2 separate regions of the Mus musculus genome follow, and region 2 is linked to region 1. Evidence: chromatin contacts called from public HiChIP or PLAC-seq data. All regions are on one chromosome and are shown on one strand. The core of a region is the stretch at or near the end of the contact, and the rest is flanking DNA. Distances in the headings are between cores, read along the strand shown.

Region 1 (7,173 bases), core at 477-2,976:
ACTGGATAAGAAAACTAACTGAGCTGGAAAATTAGGTTCTCTCTCACAGGGAATAGTTCCAGGAGATGTGAACTGGGAGCTGTCAATGGAAAACTTCCCCAGCAGCCAGGCTAAATCAATCAGTCCTGCAAGAAGAGGTCTGGGTGGCCTTTCAAAGCACCCAGGGCAGGCATAAAACAGTGAGCTATATAGTTGTCCAAGAGACCAGCATCTCAGGCAGAGGAAAGGGACATATGTAAAGGCACTATGACCTGATGAACTTTCAGTGCTTCCAGAAAGCAAAAAGGCTACTGTTGTAGCTGTAGCCAAGTCTATCAGGGTAGCAGAAGCAGGAATGCAGGGGGAGGGCATGTCGGCGTAGGATTTGGAGGCTGGCCAGGTATAATTGACACCTTATATCTAAACATTACCATGATCATTTCACTGACTGTGTTGAGGATATATTTGCAGGTCAACAGCCTCACTTCATTACCTCGACATTTTGGACTGGTTAATTCTGTTATGAGGCCTTTCCTGAGTTTACCTCCTTCCCCTGGGGTTGGCATTGGAAAATATCTCCTAGCAATGTCAAGCATCCCTTAAGGGCAAAATTGCCACCAACTGGGACTCTGAGAAGTTGTCATAACCAGGAGAGAGAAAATGGTGTTTTGGGTCAGGGTGGCAGATGTGCTGGTAGTGAATCGTAGGACTCAGTATTTTTTTGAAGATCGTTTTAGCTGATCTGATGTAGGGAACAAGAGAAAAGAAGTTGTTAAGGCTAGCTGCAAAGGTTTTTTTTTTTTTTTTAAGATTTATTTATTTATTATATGCAAGTACACTGTAGCTGTCTTCAGACACTCCAGAAGAGGGCGCTAGGTCTCGTTATGGATGGTTGTGAGCCACCATGTGGTTTCGGGGATTTGAACTCAGGACCTTCAGAAGAGCAGTCAGTGCTCTTAACCTCTGAGCCATCTCTCCAGCCCCAGCTGCAAAGGTTTTGATTTGAGTAATTGTCATAAACAGTTTTATTTGCTGAACTTGGAAAAGAAGTGAGAAGTAGCTCTGTAGGGAAATCAGGAGCCCAGCTAGGAATACTGAAGTCTTAGCAAGCTGCAGAAGAAATAGTTCCCTTTTTTTTTTTCTTTCTAAATTTGATAGTTTATTCATTGCTACTTATTTGTTTTTGTCTTCTATGATTTTTGTCAAACTTGAAGGTTTTTGTTTTTGTTGTTTGTTGAAACAAGTCTATGTAGCATTCATTGGCTGGCCTCCGACATGCAACCCTTCTGCCCTTACACGACTTATATTTGAATTGTTTTTGAGTCCAGAATCCAATCGTTTTACCAGCTCCACTACTTCTGACCATAATTCCCCTGTCACTGCACCAGGTGGGGATTATTGTAAATCTCCTTCCCTTCCATTTCTCCTACGCATTAGTCTCAACCAGGCAGGCAAAGTGGTCTGTTCAAGTTGAAATTACATCATGCTGTTCCCAAGTCAAATCTCAACCTGTTCAATTGCTGGAATCATCTCCGGCCTTCCATCCTTCAACTTCATTTGCAGAAGGGACAAACTGGATTATAACAAGGCTGTACAGACAGGCCGGTGTCTGAGGAACACACAAAACTGAAGGTGCTGGTTCTCTTTGATCTGGAATCCTTTACTTCCCTGTCCTAGCTTCGAGTAGCTTGGAGGACTTCATTTCCCAGGATGCTCAGCGGCGGGGCGTCCGGAAGGCTGTGCACCCTCCGCGGGGCATGATGGGGGAGGTGGAGATTTCCATCATGGCGGCTTCCATTTCGGGCTACACCTTCAGCGCTGTGTGTTTCCACAGCGCCAACAGCAACGCCGACCACGTAGGTGCCGGGCCCCCTGCCGTGGCCGCTGGGGCCTTCGGCTTCCTCCTCAGGCCGGCGCCTGCGGCCAAGCGACGACCGCTGGAGGCTCGGCCTTCAATCCCCGGGACAAACCGATGAGCTGGTGACCCAGGCGGCTCCCGCCCCCTTCCAGCTCCTGCACCCCGCGGGCCCTTCTCTGGCGCTCTCGGCCTCGGGCGGGTCCTGGCACAGCTGTTCTCAGTCCAAAGGACCTAAAGCGCCCGGCCCCGCCAGTGTCAGGAGTCGCCTAGCCAAAACTGGGTGCCTACCCCTCGCTGAGAATCGCGCTTCCAGACTTGAGTGCCTTGGGTCGGGATGGAGTTCAAAGGTCTGGGTTGTAATCTAGGAGAGGATCCAAGTTCTGACCCCCGGCCACACGGGTCGTCGTGTCTGTCACCGTTCATACTTATCAGATGTGGCTGTTTGGATTTTTTTTTTTTTCACCCCAGTGGAAAATGGAGAATGTGAATAGGCTCGTTAGGTGCAGAGTCTTGTTTGCACTTCCTCAAAGTTGCCTGTTTAGTTCCTCAGCGAGTGTTCTAATCCCCGGAACTTGTCTTAAGAGGGAAGTGACAGGCCCACTTATGAGCGATCAGAAATGTACAGGCCATGGAGTCCATAGGACTCTTCGGTGTCTTTATTTTACGAATTGCCTTTCAATGCCGTTGACCTCTGGAAATTATTTGTGAAATAGGTGCTTTTACAGGACATTACTCTCCCACCAATTAGCGGTTTGTGTGTGTGTTGTTGTTATTGGTGAACGATTTAAATTCATTGAATAAGAGATGGGGCTTTTTGTGGTTGTCATTATAAAAACAGTAGTTAGAAGGGAAACTGGATTTGGTTTGATGTCACTGATCTTCGATTCCATTAATAAAGACTGATTCTGAGAGGCGATTCCATGAGTATACTGAGTGGAATGAATTTACTGTTCTTTTCATCTCTGCAGTGTTGATGGCAGAGATTACTGATAGGAATATATTCAGCATTGTTCTGCTTTTTTTCCTAAAGCCAGCTCTGACCTACTAGCCTTCAGTATTGCAGCTAGCTCTTAATACTGTAAGTGGTTGTAAAGTTCCTAGCGTCCATGGACTGCAGTTACGAGTTCAGGGTGCTTATTTATTCTGTTTTAGAGAGTACCTAGGAATGTCATAGTTTGTGTATAAGACAAGATTATTATAAAGATAAGAAACTTGGACAGTATTTCTAGAAACTGCCATAGTTCCGTTTCTTCACTTGTTATTTATTCTTTGTTGTCTTGAGATAGTGTCAAGGCTGGCCCTGAACTCCTGATCACCCCCAATCCTAAGTGTGGGGATTTCAAGGGGAAGCCATTAAACCCAGCTCTAGCTTTCTAGCTATTTAATAGCAATTTCCTTAATATTTATCTCCTACTTGGCATGAGGGAAGAAATTTTATACAAGGCCAATAGTTTGAATTGTGTTTTATATGATTATACATTTTTATATTAACCTTACCACAGTTATGGGTGTGGAATACTTAAAAGTAATGTCAGGCGGGGCGTGGTGGCACACGCCTTTAATCCCAGCATTTGGGAGGCAGAGGCAGGTGGATTTATGAGTTCGAGGCCAGCCTGGTCTACAGAGTGAGTTCCAGGACAGTCAGGGCTACACAGAGAAATCCTGTCTCGAAAAACCAAAAAAAAAAAAAAAAAAAAAAAAAAAGTCAGTTTTAAAGTTGAAGAACCAAGAATTTACTTTTTAAAAGATGTGTTTGTTTGGTCTAGGAAAATTAATCTAAAGCTAAACTTATTCTGTGGAGCTAAAGTTAGCAAACATTTTTGAAAACATTTTTGAGATTATAACTACATCATTTCTTCCTTTTTCTCCCTCCAGACTCCCTTTCCCCCACACACTTATACTCCTTCTTGCTTTCTTTCAAATACATGGTCTCTTTTTTTTTTATTAATCACTATTATATGCTTATATGTATGCATATATATTCCTAAATATAACCTGCTTAGCCTGAAAAATGTTCCTCATCTGTAAGGTTCAGGACTGTGCCTTTGTTTTGGATAACCAATTGGTGTGCTCTTCCCTGGGGAAGACTCTCTCCCACTCTCGACACTCCTTAGATGCCTGGAGTTCTTTTGGTAGGGTTGAGGCCCTGTGGGCTTTTGCCTGACCACTCTGGCCTGTCTATGGGTGTCGTCCTGTTCAGCTCATATTTAGGCAGACATGTTTATGAGACTTTATGAGCATAGCTTCTGACAATCTCACAACAAACATCATGATCCTATGGCTTTTACAGTCTTTCTGCCCTCTCTTCTACTTATGTTCCCTGAGCCTTTGGTATGGGAGAGTTTTGTAAATGTATTCATTGGAACTGCGCTCCACAACTCTGCATTTGGTTATGGTTTCCTGTAATATTTCCATTTGTTGCAAAGAGATGTTTCCTTGCTGAGGAGTGAGGAGTACACGTATCTGTGAGTATAAAGACAAATGTTTAGATTGTTGTTAGGGGTCATGCTGGTTCAGTAAAGTGATGCTTGTAGCTTCTCCAAGGTCCCTGACTTCACTAGCACAAAGGAGTTGGTTAGGTATCTGGTATCAGCCATGGTTTTCTTCTTATTGAGCAGATCTTAAGTCCAACCAGAGAGCCGATGGTTATTCCTAAGTTATGTGTGCCACTACTGCAGCCTCGGAGTTAGTGTGATACGCAGGTCATTGCTGTGGTTCACAAGTGTTACAGCTGGGTAGAACTGTCAGCTGCCTCCTTCCTTTGGAAGCTTGAACGATGCCTTCTGGTACTATAAAAGCTAGTCCTCGGGGCTGGTGGGTGGATTTAGATCAGTTCCAGCTTGGGGCTCTGGGGTCCGTTTTCTGGAGTGCATGGAGTGTCTTCAGCAATAGGGACTTCTACCTCTTGGAGGCAACCAAGGACAGTAGCAATGAGACCATTCTGTTTTGGGAGGCTCTTGGACAGCCCTGGATAACAACTCAAAAGAAAGTTTTTGTTAGTGTTTTGTTTTGTTTTTTTTAACTCTTGAAGGAAAGAGACGTTTTCTGAAAAGGACCAGATAATAAAAGATAGTTACCTTCTCTCTTTTTAAAAAGTTTTGGAGCCGGGTGAAGTGGCGCATGCCTTAAATCCCGGCACTCAGGAGGCAGAGGCAGGCGAATTTCTGAGTTTGAGGCCAGCCTGGTCTACAAAGTGAGTTCCAGGACAGCCGGGGCTATACAGAGAAACCCTGTCTTGAAAAACCAAAAAAAAAAAGTTTTGGAGTCATATGTCTCTTTAATACCTCCTCAATTCTGCTATTGTAAGGACAAAACAAGTGTAGACCACGAACAAATGAGGTGCCTATTCTAATAAGAACTTATTTATAGCACTGAAATTTGAGTGCCCACTGATTTTTAACAGTTCATGAAACATCTGTTTTAATTTTTGCAACCATGTGAACATGTAGAAACCATTCTTACCTTGCAGGCTGTGTACTAACAAAGCTGGGCCTGTGGTTTGCCTCTTCCTGTTATAAATGTAATACAGTGCTCAGTGCTCTCAACCTTCCTAATGCAGTTCCTCACGTTGTGACGCCCCCAACCATACAGTTATCTTTGTTGCTCCTTCGTAACTATCTTGCTATTGTTATAAGTTGTAAATAACTGATCTGCAGGGTATCTGATATGTGACCTCTGTGAAAGTGTCATTCAACCTCCTAAAGGGCTCTCAACCCACAGACTGAGAACCACTGATGTAAGAGTTACTCAGGTAGTCCAGACCAGGGATAAATAAACATTCCTAGGTAACTTTAGAATGTTTTGATGTCATATGAGGGTTTTTTTGCTTTTTTTTTTTTTTTTTTGAGACAGGGTCTCTCTATGTGGTCCTGGCTATCCTGGAACTCCCTATATAGACCAGGCAACCAACAATCACCCACCACACCTCTCAGTGGCTGTAGCATTTATATACCTGCTGAAAAGTTCCCAGAATTCCCAACATCACACAGTTGCAGAAACTATCTGCAGCTGGCAAAACCATGCCTCTGCGAGAGCATGAGGCAAATCAGAGTTATCTGCTACCGACAGTCCGAAGCAGCCCCAATCCCCACACCTGGGGTTAAAACGAAAACACATTCTTATAATATTTCTGTGTTTTTTAAAGAAACCAAGATTCCAGAATTCTCAAAAATGTCACTACACTACCGTCCTGGACCACCAGAAACACTTAGTCGGTATTTCTAGTAGTCAGTCATCTGTGTTGAGTCTGAGGGAATTCTTGTCTTTTTTCCCTGCAGTGCTGGGAATTCAACCACTGACCCACATGGATCCCCAGCCCAAGATTTGTTTTTGCAAAGGAAATCTGTATATTAGTCAGATTTAAAGACTGCTGAGTTGGGTAATTGGGAAGTTTGGAATACTTCATCTCTTGTGGAGATGCTGGCAGTGCTGTGGGTGGAACCCAGGGCAGCCCATCTCCCAGCAAATTCTCTGCACAGCAAACATTCCCTCAAAGTCAAATACAGAAATTGAGGCCACAAAGTATCTTTCTTGCCCTCTCCACTCACAGATGTAGACTAGCAACTGGAAATGTTTTTAAACTGGGAGTGTGTGTGGCTGGTTCGATGAATGAGCAGAGAATGGAGGGTTTTGTAGAGCAGGGCCTTGTCGCAGCAGAATTTATGCAGTTAGTATCTGATGTACAGTAAGTGTTGGGTGTGCCATAAGTGCCGCAGTCCTAGCAGTAAACAAGCACAGGTGCCTGCCCCGAGCTTATTTTAGCCAGAGTAGGCACTGATGATCCTGTAAGTCTGTGACATGGCAGATGATGAGAAGACAAATGGAGGCGAGATATAGGGGACGAAGTGCCTAGCAGATGTTATTTCCTATATGTTGGTTGGGCAAAGCCTCTCAGTTAAGGTACCGTTTGAGCAAAGGGAAGGAGTAAGTCTTGGGTCATTCAGGAGAGAGATTATGAGACAGTGGGTTAGTTTGTCCTCTCTGCAGGAGGGTTATTTTGGCTTATAGGATATATCCTCACCAGCCATGCTTGTACTGAGCATGGCTGCAAGAGCTCCAACTGGTAATTTGCAAAGAATTCTATGTTGACTGCGTTAATAGGTGTTCTCCACAAGTGTAAATAAACTTTGCGTTTATTAGATGGGAGCTAGTATGTTGGCTGAAATCTTGATTTCCCATTCCAGTTTATCCTGCCATTGTCTGTATTGTTCACTATTAGTGGTGGTTTTAAAGCAATAAAGGAAGTTATATGAAGTCATAACTTCATATAAGCAACATGAAGTTATATGTGACATTATATAAGCAACCATGGCATATTTCTGCTTCTTGTGATTGTT
Region 2 (7,144 bases), core at 1,488-3,987, 870 kb after region 1:
CTGCCAGGCTGACCTGGGAGTTCATTATGTCAAACACTGGCTCCTTTACCCTAGGTACAACTTTGTTTTAAATTCAAATGTGCTAGTCTGATTCAGTTTGAAGGTACTTTCTTGGCACCTGTAACTGTGTCTTGACTGAAGAATGTGGATAGCCTTGGCCCAGTGGACATCAGACCCTCATCTATCCTGTCCTGTCCACATGTCCCACTCAGAGTAACAGAAGTCCACACTTGGTCTGATGCCATCACGCAGCCTGCTGCTCAAAAGCTGATCCATCACCTTTCCCTCCAGTCCACGTGGAAACACTGCATCCCTGCTCTTGACATGAGCCTTGCAATCTGATCTCAGTTCTTCTACATCATTGCAAACATCATTCACACCTCATCTTCTGGAGCACAGGAAGTGAGGCTGCTCTGTGGGAAGCGGAGGAGCCTCCTTTGGGGAAGCCGGCTGGTCCACTGCTAACCCCAGCTATCTGTCCCCTGCCCTGGCAGCTTCCCCAGCAGTGGGCCCTCACCTGGGGCATTACAGTAGCCACTGCAATTCAGGTGCACCCGTCTCTGTGCTTCAGGCGTGCTGCTTCTGAAAGCTGGCTGACCAGAGTACTAAAGCTCCCCAAATCCAGACCTGTGCCGTGACATGCTAGGCCTCTGGGTGGATGGCAGTGGCCTGTGGTATATTTAGGGACCCAGTGCCATTCTGTTTAAGTGGCTGGTGGGACTATCAGAGAAGGGAGGCTAGTAAATAATTCAAGTATTTGCGCCTCCTCTGGGGAAGGGGAAGGGACTGGGGAGGTGGTTTTGGGGAACATGGTCACATACGTTCATTGGCAGAGTTCAGAACTGTATCTTGGTAGGCATTGTAGACATTGATGAGCGTAAAGTGATCACCTTCAGGGTGCAAGAACGTTTTCCAGCAAGTCACTGCAGCCTCCTCAGCACCATGAGGCACGTGCAAAAAGCAACTGGGAGCTTTAAGATGCAAGAAGTCACAGTCAGCAACATGGAGGACAATCCTGGCCTGATGGTGTGCCAAGGGGCAGGACCCCCGTCTGTAAACCCACTCTTGCCTTGGATCTCTGGATCAATGTGCTGTTCTTAATATTTTTGTTGGCTTGGAAGCCAAGAAATGAAAAGTGAGTGGTCTTAGTGCTTTGTCCTTTTTGTGCACGTTGTTTTGCCAATAGCAGTTAGCACTCTGCTCATATTCTTGTAGAAGCATTGTGTCCAAATGTCAAGGGGCCCAGAGGGTCAGACACAGGCTCAGGACTATGTTCAGATGTAGCACAGCATTTAGTCCATGCTGCTGTCAAGGAATGTATGAAAATAATAGGAGCCGGTATAAAATAACGAAGCTGGCAGGAAACACAGGCCGCCCAGCTGTCTGGGAAACACCGCCTGTGGCTACTGCTTGTTGCCTGTTTTGAGCTACACGCGTCCTTTTGGCAAAAACCCAAGCCCACGCCTTTTGGCCTTTTCTGTTTTTGCATTAATTAAGGTAATTGTAAAGGTTTCCCCTTCTCAGTCTATTAAAACACTTTACTATCCCCTTACATCTAGACTCCATTTGAATCTGTACGTGCTGTGGATTCACAGTACCTAGAGAGAAAGGTCTTTAAGGAATACCTGTTACCATGGCAGCGATGGTTAGCATTTCGTCTACACAGTCAAATTCACAGGATGCTAAGATAGACTTTGAGAGCTGTGGATCCAGAGGAAACTCAGACATGATGATTCCAAACTCAGAGAGATTCCCATCGTTGTCCAGGGCTGCCAGGTAATCTAAATCTTCCAGTGCCTGCATCAGGCTTTCTGGAGCTAGGAAAGAGGAAAAAAGTGAATTTTACACAACTGAGGGGGCAGCACGTAGTGACTTTTCATTTTTGCATAAAACAAACAACCAATGAACAGAATCGGTAAAGCAAGAATTGGTCAGACACTAAGCCCGTAGCTTCTGAGGCTGACAGGGTACACCTTATGGCTATCTAGACAAGGACCCTGAAACCGTGGCAGGCTCCTCAGAGGACAGCCACGGACTCACTGCATTTTGCTGCAGTTCTGAGGGGTCAAAGTTGAGGATCTAGGGATCCGAGATCTCTCCTGACCAGGCAGCCATGTTCCAGTCGCTGTGACTTGGAACACGTGGTACTCAAACAACATCTGGAGCAGAGCCTGCTCTCACCAACGGGCCAGCCAGCTCGGCAGCTGCTGCAGGCACAGAACGCTGAACTATGGAAGCAGCTCTTGCACAAGCCTACAAAGCTAGCCTGAGTATACTTAAGGGAAGACATAATATTTGTTGCTCAATAAGGCAAAACATACATGGTCTAGAATCTAGTAAACTGAGGTCCGACAAGGAGAACGAGAGCTAAGACAGAGTGGCCTAGAAGTCACAAGAAAAGCAGAAACACCAGACACAAACACACAAGGTTACTGCAAACAGACAAACCTATCCCATCTCTCATTTCTTAGATAACATGGGCACTCCTACAGTGTGTATTAATTTCCACATCTGCTCAATTTCCACAAAGAAGTCTACTTACTCTCTGTCCTTCTGGGACCAAGTTCTATTAAATACACTGTTTCACCTGTCTGCCACCTGGTATTCCTATAAAGGCTACACCAACTCCTACTGTGCTGAAAACCTGAAAACTGCCTTTTGTCAGTCTCAGTCCTGGAATGTGTGTGGTGTTCGGGAGGCAACACCTATAGGCCTAACCCAGAAGCAACTGAATCTGCCTGTCCCTGAGTTTTAAGTGGCTGACGAGAAAACAATGACTCACTTGCTATCTTTACACTTTGACCACCAAAGGTAACGGTCAGAATTCAAGGCACACCGAGAAACTGCAGCCTCCTCACAAGCTCTAATGTGATCCCATTCCCACTATGGTCGGGAAGCCAAGAAAGCTTTTAGAAACCACAAGTGTGGTCTGGGGTACGGCAGGGAGAGCAGAGCATCTGAGGTGAGAGACTAGGAACAGAGAGGGTGGGGAGGAGCCTGCTGAGACTAACACTCGGGGGAGACAGTGAAATCATTCACCTATTGCCTGTGATCGTCCCCCATCAACATTTACCAAGTGGAATGCTTTCTTTATCGTTCTCCCTGGGCACGTTGGGCTTGACCTTACTGGTAAACACACAGCCTTGAGTCTGCAGTTCCAGGAAAGGAACTAACAGGCTACTTAGTAGTCCCAGAGTTCCATCAGGGATCTGTGGGACCTGAAAGGGGGCTTCGGATGTGCCAGAGAAGGTGCAGGGGCGGCTGCAGGAAGGAGCATGGCTGTGCTGAAACAGCGAGGGACTGGGAGCACTAGCTGGCATTATACAATTTCATGTCATTGTATTTATATTATCCTATAGGAAACAGGTTTCAAATACAGCTACCCTCGGGAATGTTACAGAACCCTATGCCTCTGCTTGTCTGGGATGGGTAAGTACTTCCAGGTACAGAACAAGACAGGAAGTCTTTGGTAAGCAGGCCTCAAAAGCCATAGTCAGGCCTTCCTCAGCATGCTCCTCCTCAGCTTGTATTACCAGCCAGGGTGAAAGATTAGGGCTCCTCGGTCACTAGACATGGGAAGGGCTGAGAGGGGACTCTCCAACCACGAGAGGGACACTGATAGAAGTCATGCCACGAGCCTGGCTCTCAGATGATGGCTGTGGCAGACTTTCAGACGCTCAGGAGTAAGGGTGACAGCTCAGCTGAGCTTTGCTGGGCCCTGAGACCTCGCCCATACCAGCTTGGCTCCTGCCTGTGGCACAGCAGAAAGTACAAGTGGAACACAGACAGCCATAGGCCTCCCTCAAACCTTTTTGCCAAGCAAGCCACATCAGTACCGGGACTAGTTAGGTCTCAGAGAGAACCGGGTCAGAAAGGGGCTGAGTTTGTCTCCACACAAGGCCTGCTCACACTATGCTAAAGAAGACTGCTGGCCTTCCTCAAGACACAGCTGTCAGTGTCCCCAGGATAAGGCACTGTGACTGCTAGCTCTTTTTTTTTTTTTAACTTTTTATTAGGTATTTTCCTCATTTACATTTCCAATGCTATCCCAAAAGTCCCCCATACCCTCCCACCCACTCCCCTACCCACCCACTCCCACTTTTTGGCCCTGACGTTCCCCTGTACTGGGGCATATAAAGTTTGCAAGTCCAATGGGCCTCTCTTTCCAATGATGGTTGACTAGGCCATCTTCTGATATATATGCAGCTAGAGTCAAGAGCTCCGGGGTACTGGTTAGTTCATAATGTTGTTCCACCTATAGGGTTGCAGATCCCTTTAGCTCCTTGGCTACTTTCTCTAGCTCCTCCATTGGGGGCCCTGTGATCCATCCAATAGCTGACTGTGAGCATCCACTTCTGTGTTTGCTAGGCCCCGGGACTGCTAGCTCTTAACACACAATGATACCCTTGAAAGATGTTCTTTGCAGTGTAACTAGAAGTCTCCCCACTCCACAGCATCTAAGACCAAGCTTCAAACAAGGCTTAGCACTGCAGTGAGATAGCATAGCATTGGCTTTACCAAAACCACCAGGGGAAAAAACAAAACAGGCCAGAACAATGCATGGGGCTGGAGCAATAGCTTAATGGCTAAGAGCACTGGCTCCTCTTCTAGAGAACCCTGGTTCAATTCCCAGTACCTCCATGGTGGCTCACACCATCTGTAACTACAACCCTGATCCTCCTGTGGACCGTGTACTTAGTGTACAGACCTACAGGAACCCTGATCCTCCTCTGGACTGTGTACTTAGTGTACAGACCTACATGAAGGCAAAACATCCACACACATAAAAAAATTAATAAATAATAAAATTAGTATTTATAAATGTACAAGCTTAAAATGGAAGAGCCTGGCTCTGATGAGGACGGGGGGGGGGGGGAGGGGGAGTGTTGCGGGTGGAGTGGGGAAGAGGGGAACAGCTTCTAAGACAGTGTCACAGGCCACACTTCCTAGTACCTGGTGTGTACAGGACCTTTACAAGATCCACAGCACTTCTACATTTGAATCTCTTGTCTGGCCAAGGCTGAGTGGCCAGCCAGTTGGTTCCGTATTTGTTTAATGAGCAGCACCTTTCCAGAAGCCATGCTCTGCGAGCACAGCTGACATGACTCTAAAAGAGCAAGGCCAGCAGTCTTAGTATCTAGAAACCCATCTCAGGGGCACTGTGGTGACATCTCCTCATCACTGTGATCACTGTCTGTTTGCACATTTATGGAAAGTACCGTCTTAGTCTAGGTAGGTAGCCTTGGGCAGCTAGGAGTCGCTCAGACCTGCAATGCCAAGCATTTATTGAACCCCAGTCACTTGTCTAAGGGATGAAAAAATATTAACTAGCTGACCTGAGCCCTGAGGCAGTTACTTTGATTGTGGTTATATTAAAACTATTTCTATTCTATGCCTCTAACTTCCTCCCTAATTAAGTTTTCACTATCTGTAAAATGACTTTCTAATGCTTCCAAGGTGCTCCAGTGGGTTGCGTCTTGGAAACTGTTCTTGGAATGTTCCTCTTTGTACACACACACTCACACACACACACACACACACACACACGCACACACACAAGAATGCACACATCCCTCTCTGAAGATGGTGATAAATTCTGTGTGGCCTTTGCACAAACAATGGTGTCTGTGCAGACCCAGCACTCAGACCAGAGGACGGCTCAGTGGGGAAAATGCTTGCAGCACAAGCCTGACAGCCTGAACGACACTCTGGAATCCACATGGTGGAAGAAAAGAAGGGACTCCTGCAAGTTGTATTCTGAACTTCTCAGATAAATGTAATAAAAATAGATAAACAACAACAAGATTCTAGCTATGGTCTTTGCGGGTGCAGTGGTAGAACAACTGCTTAGCTTTGGGCTGTCGGAGGTAGCATGCAGCATGCGTCCTGCCTGCAGAGAGGAGTCTCTGTCCAAAGCTCCTGATGCAGCTCTGACGACTGAGCCAAGCTAGCAGGTGGCTTTCTCTCACTCCCTAGTACAGACTGTGGCACTTTGGACCAATCTGTGTTTTCAATCCATCACAGACTTGCAGACATCCTCACAAATGCCTCTGGGAGTGTGGCTGTGATGACAGAAGCGCCAGGTTCACTAACTCAGGAGCCTTCTAGTGAAAAGTGTGCACCTGAGCCCTGATGGGGCCACTGCAGAGCTGGATTCCCCTTCTAATTGGCCTCTGCAAGGAGGAGTCTGGCCCCGCCTGCACAGTGTGTTCTCTTCAGTACCCTGTCTTTTTGCATACACCAAGCTACAAGTCCTAGTGGGTACAGTTCATTTTTCTCTTCCTTCTCTCCTTCCTTCTTTCTTTTCTTCCTTTCTCCCTCCCTCCTCCCTTTCTTCCTTCCTCCCTCCCCACCTGCTTCTGGTTTCAGACCTGGCCTCCAGTTTCTCCTAGTATCCCTCAGACCCTGCCCCAACCTTGAACTTTCCAGCCCAGGGGCTAGGCTGCCCTTCCCCAAAGGCTCTTCCCTATATAATCCAGATATTTTGACCCCTCTACTTCTTTTCTGTCTCTGCAGCCACCCCACCCCTTTCTCTCTTTCTTCCCCTTCCCTCTCCCCATGGTGACTCCCCGGCCTCAGTCCTTGGGACCCCATGAACTCCCCGAGAGCCACTTCCCAATAAACCTGCCTTTAATATATTCTAATCTGGCTTGAATTGGCTCATTTCACTGGCAGAGAAATAACCTATCCTGATTGATCTTGAACTTCCAATTCTCCTGCCTCCAGTTCCATTCTGTAAGCTCTGTGGTTATAGACACGTATCACCATGCCTGACTCTCATTTTTCTTTTCAAATCTCAGAAATCCTGGTCATCTCAACTCAAAACCAGTTTTATCTGCAACAAGTTAAAACAAATTCTGAATCAGAGCAAAGAGATGACATTCGGCAGAGGCAGGGGCATTTTGCCTGGTTTCTCTTCAAATCCCTGTCCAGGTACCTTTGCCTTCCAAGGACAATAACAGTCTCAGCCATCTGTTTCTGCTGAGGCACTCGGTTAGTCCTGGTCTTCCTGACCCAGATCAACAGTGGCTGTGACACTTATGTGGAGGTCATTCCTCATGCAGCCAAGGAAAAGGGAAAAACAAAACAAATAAATAAAACAACCCCCCTGGATTTCATGTTTCTGCAGAGCGCCATGCTGAGG

Evidence for each region. HiChIP or PLAC-seq counts read pairs in DNA pulled down with a chosen protein or histone mark.
Region 2: an H3K27ac HiChIP or PLAC-seq map of extraembryonic endoderm stem cells shows a contact between it and region 1, with 7 times the contacts expected there. The contact joins the enhancer-like site here to the promoter of Abraxas2 in region 1. A contact is called at or near these places in 4 of 39 promoter capture datasets (the 3T3-L1 cell line, frontonasal cranial neural crest, hippocampal neurons and 1 more), 1 of 484 Hi-C or Micro-C datasets (CD8 T cells), 1 of 115 datasets of contacts at active chromatin or transcription factors (extraembryonic endoderm stem cells) and 1 of 9 other capture datasets (adipose tissue).

What each region holds. Positions count from the first base shown.
Region 1 is chr7:132,857,499-132,864,671 of GRCm38.p6, forward strand. Abraxas2 (BRISC complex subunit) reads left to right here and starts at 1,727. Exons shown (of 9, transcript NM_198017.3): 1 at 1,727-1,835. The coding sequence starts at 1,737.
Region 2 is chr7:133,723,579-133,730,722 of GRCm38.p6, forward strand. Dhx32 (DEAH (Asp-Glu-Ala-His) box polypeptide 32) reads right to left here. Exons shown (of 12, transcript NM_133941.2): 8 at 1,626-1,817; 9 at 822-971. Among named protein-coding and RNA genes, the nearest start is that of Bccip, 18 kb to the left of the region's middle. Within about 2 kb of position 2,738, at least 23 of the 459 cell types and tissues checked have an H3K27ac peak or open chromatin away from gene starts, as enhancers often do. A contact at or near this core is called in adipose tissue and extraembryonic endoderm stem cells, where this site is marked.